2 separate regions of the Ovis aries genome follow, and region 2 is linked to region 1. A link is a contact called in public Hi-C data. All regions are on one chromosome and are shown on one strand. Each heading gives the region's core, a stretch centred on a gene start, on an enhancer-like site or on the middle of the called end of the contact. The rest is flanking DNA. Distances are from core to core; before and after follow the strand shown. Region 1 overlaps LOC114118742 (a long non-coding RNA gene). Region 2 overlaps EGFLAM (EGF like, fibronectin type III and laminin G domains).

Region 1 (3,692 bases), core at 526-3,025:
TCTCTTGTGGAGCATGGGCTCCGGGGCACGCGAGCTTCAGTAGTTGGGGCTCCAGGGCTCTAGGGCTCGGGCTCAGTTGCTTTGAGGCTTGTGGCATCTTCCCAGATCAGGGACTGAACCCATATCTCCTGCATTGGCAAGCAGATTCTTTACCACTGGGCCACCAGGGAAACCCTGAAAAAAAAATGGTTTTTTAAAAAGCTGTATGTATACCTCCTGTTTCTGCTGCCAGTGTGGGGACAGCCGAAGAAATTGCCACGGAGACTTGCTACAGAGGCACGATTTGCTATGCTAATTAACAAAACTGTTTCAGTGCAAGAAGACTCAGGTTGTTCCTTTCAATTCTAGGATAATTAAACATTAGTTAATATTTATGAAGTGCCTGCCATGTGTCAGGCCTCATCTGAAGCATTTATATAGTTTATCTCATTTAATCTTCACCAAAACCTAATGAAATAAACACTAGGATTATACTCATAATCTAGAAAACTGAGGCAGGGCTTAGATAACAGAGAAGTACATGTGGAATCCAGGCATTTGGCTCCAGAGATCATGTTTACAGTCTCCAAGGTCTCCTGAGCCTTTAGGCAAAGACTGCCTATTTCCAATGCAGTCATTAAGACATCTTTTTTTTTTTTTTTTCAGAAGCTTTAGAGGCAACCTTGGGTCTGTTGGCCTCAGAGCTTTATCCATCTCAGATGAGAAGGCCAGCTCCAGCTTCGCCGGCAGGACCATGACATCTATGGTGAGGATGTACCTGTTCTCTTGATAAGCTCCCGAATTTCCTCCTGGAGCTGGGTCTGTGGGAGCTGGGACAGCCTCATCTGACTGAAAAGGTGGCAGGGGGTACAGCAATGTCATAAATTTGCCACACCCTTGACTGATATTGTCCCAAGTGTCCCCATAGAATCAGTCTCTCATGAGCCTCCGTTCCCTTCAGGATTCCCAGGCCTCCCCCAGAGCTAAATCTGACCTGGAGGAGAAAAGAAAAAGAAAAGAAAATAGGAGAAACATTAGCTCTTTGTCATTTGAATAAAGTCTGTAATGTAAGGTAGATTCAATAACATGAGGCAGAATCAACTTCTTGAAGCAAAAACTGCAGTCACAGCTGTTACTAGGGCAAAATGCAAGTGTAGAGCACTGAACTCTTACCCTCTAAGTTTTTATTACAATTGCTTTTAGGCCACATTCTCTCATTAGACGCTAATAAATGTTTTCCATCGTGTGCAAGAAAGGTTTTATACAAATTCCATTTCCCAGAACTCCATGAATGAAATGGAAACCCCCTTTTCTGGGTATGGAAATAACAACAACAAAAAAAACCCCTAAAACCTCCTGGCACAGTGTTTCTCGAGTACCCTCTGGGGTGGCTAGGTGGCGCCGTAGGCTAATGCACGGGCCCAGCTCAGCTCTCAGGTTGCCAACTGCTATGGGAGGATTGGAAGGAAAAGAGGGAGGAATACAAGGGCTGCCGGTCTCCCCAAATCAGGTTCATCAGCTCAGCTCTACTCACAGCTCATGCCTCTGTCACTATGAACTGTGTCCTTTCTCCCCCGCTTCGCCTCCCTGGTTGATCACCACTGGTAGGGAGGGGGCTTCTAGGCCCTGGGCTTTGGCTGTTCTTGAGGAAAAGTCTGCAGAATCTTAAACGTGGTCCTAAATCTTGTGTTTCTCTCCATTTGACTCTCCCAAAAATCATTCAAGAATCCGAGGAGAAAGGACCAAGCTCGTCTTGAAGAATGAAAGGAAGGTCACCAGCTCCCTCTCCGATCTCCTGAGTAAGCTCAGGGTGTGGGCGAGTCCAGCCTCTTGTCGTCCCCTGAGAGCCCTAGTATTTCCCAGCCTCCTGCAGCCCTGCAGCTCTCAGACCAGCTGGCTGCAGAGGAAGAGAGGGCCCTGCTGTAGGGAGGTGGGGAGCACAGGTCCAAAAGACCCCTGGATGGTGCGGAGGACACCAATCAGGCCTTTTGTCTTAAGGGAGAAACCCCTTTCCCACCCTGCCAGAGTCCTGAAACTCCTAAATTACCGACTCCTTTGCCTGAAGCCATTAAAGACTCTCCTTAAGACACAAATAGGATGGAAAGGCTTACCTTGGAGAAGTTGGTGGAGAATCCATTGCACAATGGTACTGCTCAGAGGGAACCCCAGGGAGGAGCCAGCTGTGGATGGGCCCATGGGCTGTGCTGAGACAGGAGGAGATAGCCAGGGTGGAAACAGATGTGGGGCTACAGCCTCCTTTCCACCTGCTCCATTTGGGGGCTGGGAGTCAGATACTGATCACTGATTGCCAAGGCTGTGTGCCCTCAGGTTCTAGGAGAATTTGGGTTTCAAATAGTGCTCTGGTATTCCATAAGCACACACATACGTGTCTGCTTATTCGTTCTGGTTTTGGTTCAGACACATTCCTGCTGCACCTGCCCTCCCCTGAAACCTGCCTTGTGCCTAGGGGACCCTGGCTGTGGTCTCTGGGCCTTGAGGGAGATGACAGGCTGAAGAGGGGCCTCCCCAAGTGAAAGGTGATCTGCATATGTTCCAGAAAGGAAGCTCGTCACCAAACTTACGCAAGCATCTCAAACACAAATAGGGATGCCAGTCACAGAGGGTGTATTCCGGAAAATAGACAAAAAGGAGAAAATACTGTATAAAAGACATGTATTATAAGTGAAAACAAGAACAAAAGTTTGAAAAGATATATAAAATATAGTCATAAGATCTCTATATAAAATATGTAGACATCTATATCTATATAGACATACATTCATAAGAAGGTAAAGAGAAACCTAAAACCCCCAAACCCTAGAGGAGAGGGATAAAAGCTGAAGATAAAGATGTACATCTATGAATTTTTATGACTACCGTGTGAATTTACTTGCTGTCAAAATGTTCTGAAGACATTTATTTGAGCAGTTACAGAAACTCCTACAATGCCATGTTCATCTTGACACTTCTGTTTTAACCTTGAAGAGTCTGTCAGCCCTCCTACATTTCTCTCTGTCATAGCCATGATGCCTCTTTTGGCATAAACATCAGTAAACTTAAGTGCCATGAGTCATATTGTCAATTTTTAATTAAATCATGGTCTAGCTAGGGTTTGATTTATTTAGGCCTGAATTCATTTAGACCCTGGTCCACATAAATTTACATAGCTTATTTAACAAGCTCATGATTGTATAAATTGTAGATTCCTTTAAAATTTCTAACAATATAAGTTGTAAAAGCCTTTTCTTGTCAAGCCAAGAGTGGTAGACTATAATTTCCAAGGGTGGTGTTTTATTTTTAAACCAAGCATTATAAAAGAAATCTGTTGTATTCCTAAGTAAAGACATTTATGAGATCATTTAAAGATAACCATCCCATATGTTTTCACTCAGAGTTTTAGTGATATGGCAAAGCCTCATTATAACCAGCGGTGCTGATTTTTTATTTTTCTTTCCCAGAATGGTTTCACACAGATGGTTGTAAATCCATACAGTGAATGTCTAGTAAAAAAAAAAAAAAAAACCTCATCTGCTCAATTAAATATAGTAAATACTGCTTTAAACTGGAGTGAGTCATACGGATATCCACTTTCCTAGAATTCTGATTAAAAAGCATCATGGTTAATTAATGTTCCCAAGAAAGGGTCAGAGCTCACAGGAAATGAATGGGAAGGTGACAGGAAGAAAGGGTGGGGAGCACAGGACACTCTGGCT
Region 2 (4,040 bases), core at 266-2,765, 370 kb after region 1:
GCCTACTTTCCAATATTTTAGAAGTGTTTCCTTCTCATTACTTTGTTTTCTTGAGGAATCACCGTCGTCCACACAGTGAGTAAAGGAATAAGTTAAGTAGTAGCATTTGGTGTCATGAATTAGGGATAATGCAGAGGATTTCTTCTAAAGAGATCACAGCAGCATCACTTTCCTCTTTAGAAAGACAGAGAAATGGCAGTTTAGAAAGTTAAGGTAAAATGAATCTCATGTTCAAAGAAATGTGCAAAATGAGAGAAAATAAGCCAGCTTATAAAATAAGTCATAGTTTCACAAGATACGTGGTTGGCACAAAGAAGACATTGAACTAAGGACTCTATATCCAGGAGAGAAAAAATGTGTAATTATCGATGCTACAGATGATAGGAGAGTTTAAACTCAACTTCTACACATTAAAAAGAAGGGAGGAAGGAAAGAAAGACAGAAAAGAAGGAAGGAAGAAAGAAAAAAAAAAACCAGTAAAACACAAAACCCAAGGACATTGCATGTGTGTATGCTCAGTCATGTCTGGACTCTGCAAGCCCATGGGTTGTAGCCCACCAGGCTCCTCTGATTTTCCAGGCAAGAATACTGGAGTGGGTTGCCATTTCCTCCTCCAGGTATCTTCCCCACTCAGGGATCGAACTCGCCTCTCTGGCGTCTCCTGCATTGGCAGGTGGATTCTTTACCACTGGGCCACCTGGGAAGCCCATGATGACATTGGGCCCCCAAATAAAAGTTCCTGTGTTGGCAGGTCACCCACAGCATGCTCCTGTATTCTTCATAAAAAGAAAGAAAAAAAAAAGGAAGGAAGGAAAAAAGAAGTTCGGGGAGGGAGAGAGTAAAAGAAAGAAAGAAAAGAAGGGGAGGAAGAGAAGCAAACATTTGTTTGAGGTAACTATCCGAGAAATTACTTTCATGTCCTCTGAGGCAGCATGGCCCAGGACAAGGGGCTGTCGACCCGGAGGGCATTTTAGAGTCAGAAGTGAATGGCTCTTTAATTTCAAATCCTGAGCTGCACCACCCTCTGGTTTAAGTGAGGAGGAGGAGGAGGAAGGAAGAAAAGGAAGCTGAGAGGGGAAAAAAAGAGATGCAAAATGCCACAAGTAGAAAGTTGGTGGGAAGAGAGAAGAAGAAGGGGAAAGCAGATGTTAGAGGAGGAGAAAAGAAAATGTCAGAGAAGCAAAGGATAAGAAGGTGTGGGAAAAAAACAACAACACGAAAACAAACAGCCAAGTGGATGGCAGCCCCAGGCAGGGGATGCAGAGGGGATGAAAAAGCTGTGGCCGGGGGAGAAGTCCAGGAGAAGCAAAAGTATAGAAAGAAGAGGGTGAGAATGCGGTATAAGAAGCAAGAGTGGGGAAACGCAGGACAGGGGAGCTCGTAGCTGGGCGAGCAGGCCCTGAATTGCCAGCTGCTGATGCCAGACAGGAGGAGAAGCCGTCCCTCCCAGTCACTCTGGAGTCCCTGCTGGGTTTGGCTCAGCCCCAAGCAGGGCCCGTCCCTGCTGTTATTGGTCATGGACATGGGTCTGTGGCCAACAGTCATCATTCCCCTGCACCCCTGGAAATGATCAGGACGTGCTCTGCACCTGGACTCTCAAAGGGCTGTGTGTGTGTGAGCCCGGTCCAGCTGCTGACTAAGCCCCCCTAGCTCAGGGCTTCCCAAGACCCAGCCAGGAGACAAGTGTGTTCCCAGGGCTGGCGATCTCGGTGGGAGGCTGCAACCCCTCTGAGAGGTGTGTCCCCCGTTACCCTCTGAAGGTGGCTGGCCGGCACTGTGCCCACAGCCTGGCCGGAGCCTGCCCTGGCACCAGCCCAGGGGCCGTCCCAGCTTCTCGGAGGACTCACTGTACTTACTGTTGAGGCAGTAGTTCCCACACTCTGCCAGATGCCAGCATGAAACAGAACAGGGCAGGTCAGAATCTCACAGTCACTGTAAAATCCCAATTGCTGTGGCTGCAGATCGCTGGAAAGCGGCCTCGCACAGCCCCTGGGAAGCCCTGCAGGAACTCACATTCCTCTGAGGGAACGTGAATCCACTCATTCCCCTCGTGAGAAACCGCTAGAAATCTTTTCTCTCAGCATGGTTAGCACCAGATCACCCAACACACCTCCGCAGATCTCGGCTTAGTAACTGGGGTGCAAGTGGTGATGGACCAGGAAGAACACTTCTGGGGCTCCCCTGACCTTGAACTGACAATGCCCACTTAACCTAAACCTGGAGAAACACTTCCTGGAGAGTTGCTTACCTTGTCAATGACCACTACCTTTTCTTGGCTCCAGGCTACATGTGAAAAAGGAATGATAAGCCAGCCAGCTGCCTCTTTTCTCTCCACAGTGGAAAATATCACCCTAATTCCCACCCCACCCCCTTTACAAGGTTCAGATCTTGTGATTAATAAAGAGCAGGGGAACACTCTAGAAATGATACCACTGAACACAAACATGGTGAAAATATACCGTGTCATCAGTATATGTGGATAAATATTAATTCCATCCTAAAACATTACAGTTAGAAGTAACCATCTAGTCCTTTCTAGCCTTTTGCAGTTTGCTTAAATATTGTAAGCACAAGTATATTTTATCCTAACCCTTTATATCTAGTTTCTTCCACACTTTTTTATTTTATTTTTTTGGTCCTGTGGCAAAGGCACTACTCGAAGACAGTTTTTGGTGCTTCCTCACATTTAGACCTAAAAGCTGGAGACATCTGGTGACAAAATGAATAGCCAGCCTGCAAGCCAGGCAAATTTTCCACTTCAGGGACTTGAAATTCCCAATGGACTACAAAAAGTGGAAGAAAACTTGCTGGCTCCTTCACGCAGTCCCAGGACCAGTGAAGGAAGGACCTGGGGTTGTAACCTAGCTTTTCCAGCAGCTAGGACTCCTCCCCACAACCTCCTGAGCAATGGCAATCCAGTCCCAGGGAACTGGACTGAACTTCCAGGGTGGGCAACACTCTCATCCACAGGCAGCACTCTCCCTTGCTGGACAGCTCTGCTTGGAGCAGCAATCTTGGTCCCATGAAGCTGACTCTGCAGCCACAAAGTAAGTAATAGCTAAAAAATCATTTTCTACACTACCAGCCTTCAACTATCTGAAAAATCAACATCCAGGCTGAATGCCTCCAAATTTTCCATTGGTTAAGGATACACCATCCCAAGAAAAGAAATTCCCTATAGTATGCACAACTTATATGTTTTATGAATTTGTGTTTTTTCATACTGAGTATTCTTAAATTACAGCTCATATTTAATGAAGCTACTTTTTTTTTTAATGCTCTGGGACTTCCCCCATCCCCCAGTCAGACTCAGCAATTTGATATGAATTTATTAAATACATTGTGAAGTGCCTAGAATGTGGTTAATCATTATGAGTCAGACAGGTTCCCATCTTTGAGGACTGTGCATCCCTGACAAATGTGTGACCTAAGCCAGTGGCTTTTGGTGTTGGTAGTGAGTGGAACTTCAGCTGCTGCAGAGAAACACTCCCATCTAGTGGCCTGAAGGGTCCTGCACCGTCTGAGTCAGAACTTCTCAGTAATCTGGGAAGGGAAGGGAAGGGGGTACTATCAGAGCTCAGTCCTTTCCCAAGTGACCTGTCTGCCATGGGCGGGGGAAACCCTGGAGGAACCAGCTGCATCCTACACCCTTGTCTTAGACACTCAGAACATATCCAAGGCTCTGAGAAGACCCTCAGAAGAAGCGATGGTTTACTCAGGATTACGCAGTCTTATTTGAGGCTCAGATGGTAAAGAATCTGCCTACAGTGCAGGAGACCTGGGTTTGATCCCCAGATTGGGGAGATCCCCTGGAGAAGGGAGTGGCAACCCACTCCAGTATTCTGGCTTGGAGAATTCCATGGACAGAGGAGCCTGGCAGGCTACAGCCCATGGAGTCCCAAAGAGTCAGACATGACAAAGCGACTCACTTTATTAGACCACAGAACCCCCGTCCCATTCTGCGCATGTGAATGTTATGTTGTCTGTCTCTCTGTGTGAGCACAAAACAGCCATCAGTATTCTTTAGAACTTAAATTTTC

What was found. A called contact is a pair of places that touch in the nucleus more often than the background predicts.
Region 2: a Hi-C map of tail adipose tissue shows a contact between it and region 1, with 8 times the contacts expected there. The contact joins two enhancer-like sites. A contact is called at or near these places in 9 of 16 Hi-C or Micro-C datasets (hypothalamus, liver, mesenteric adipose tissue and 5 more).

What each region holds. Positions count from the first base shown.
Region 1 is chr16:35,763,951-35,767,642 of ARS-UI_Ramb_v3.0, forward strand. LOC114118742 (a long non-coding RNA gene) reads left to right here. Exons shown (of 7, transcript XR_009596785.1): 3 at 646-745; 4 at 1,705-1,778. Among named protein-coding and RNA genes, the nearest start is that of OSMR, 35 kb to the left of the region's middle. Within about 2 kb of position 1,776, at least 24 of the 54 cell types and tissues checked have an H3K27ac peak or open chromatin away from gene starts, as enhancers often do.
Region 2 is chr16:36,138,331-36,142,370 of ARS-UI_Ramb_v3.0, forward strand. All of the region lies in intron 18 of EGFLAM (EGF like, fibronectin type III and laminin G domains), which reads right to left. Among named protein-coding and RNA genes, the nearest start is that of LIFR, 140 kb to the left of the region's middle. Within about 2 kb of position 1,516, at least 10 of the 54 cell types and tissues checked have an H3K27ac peak or open chromatin away from gene starts, as enhancers often do.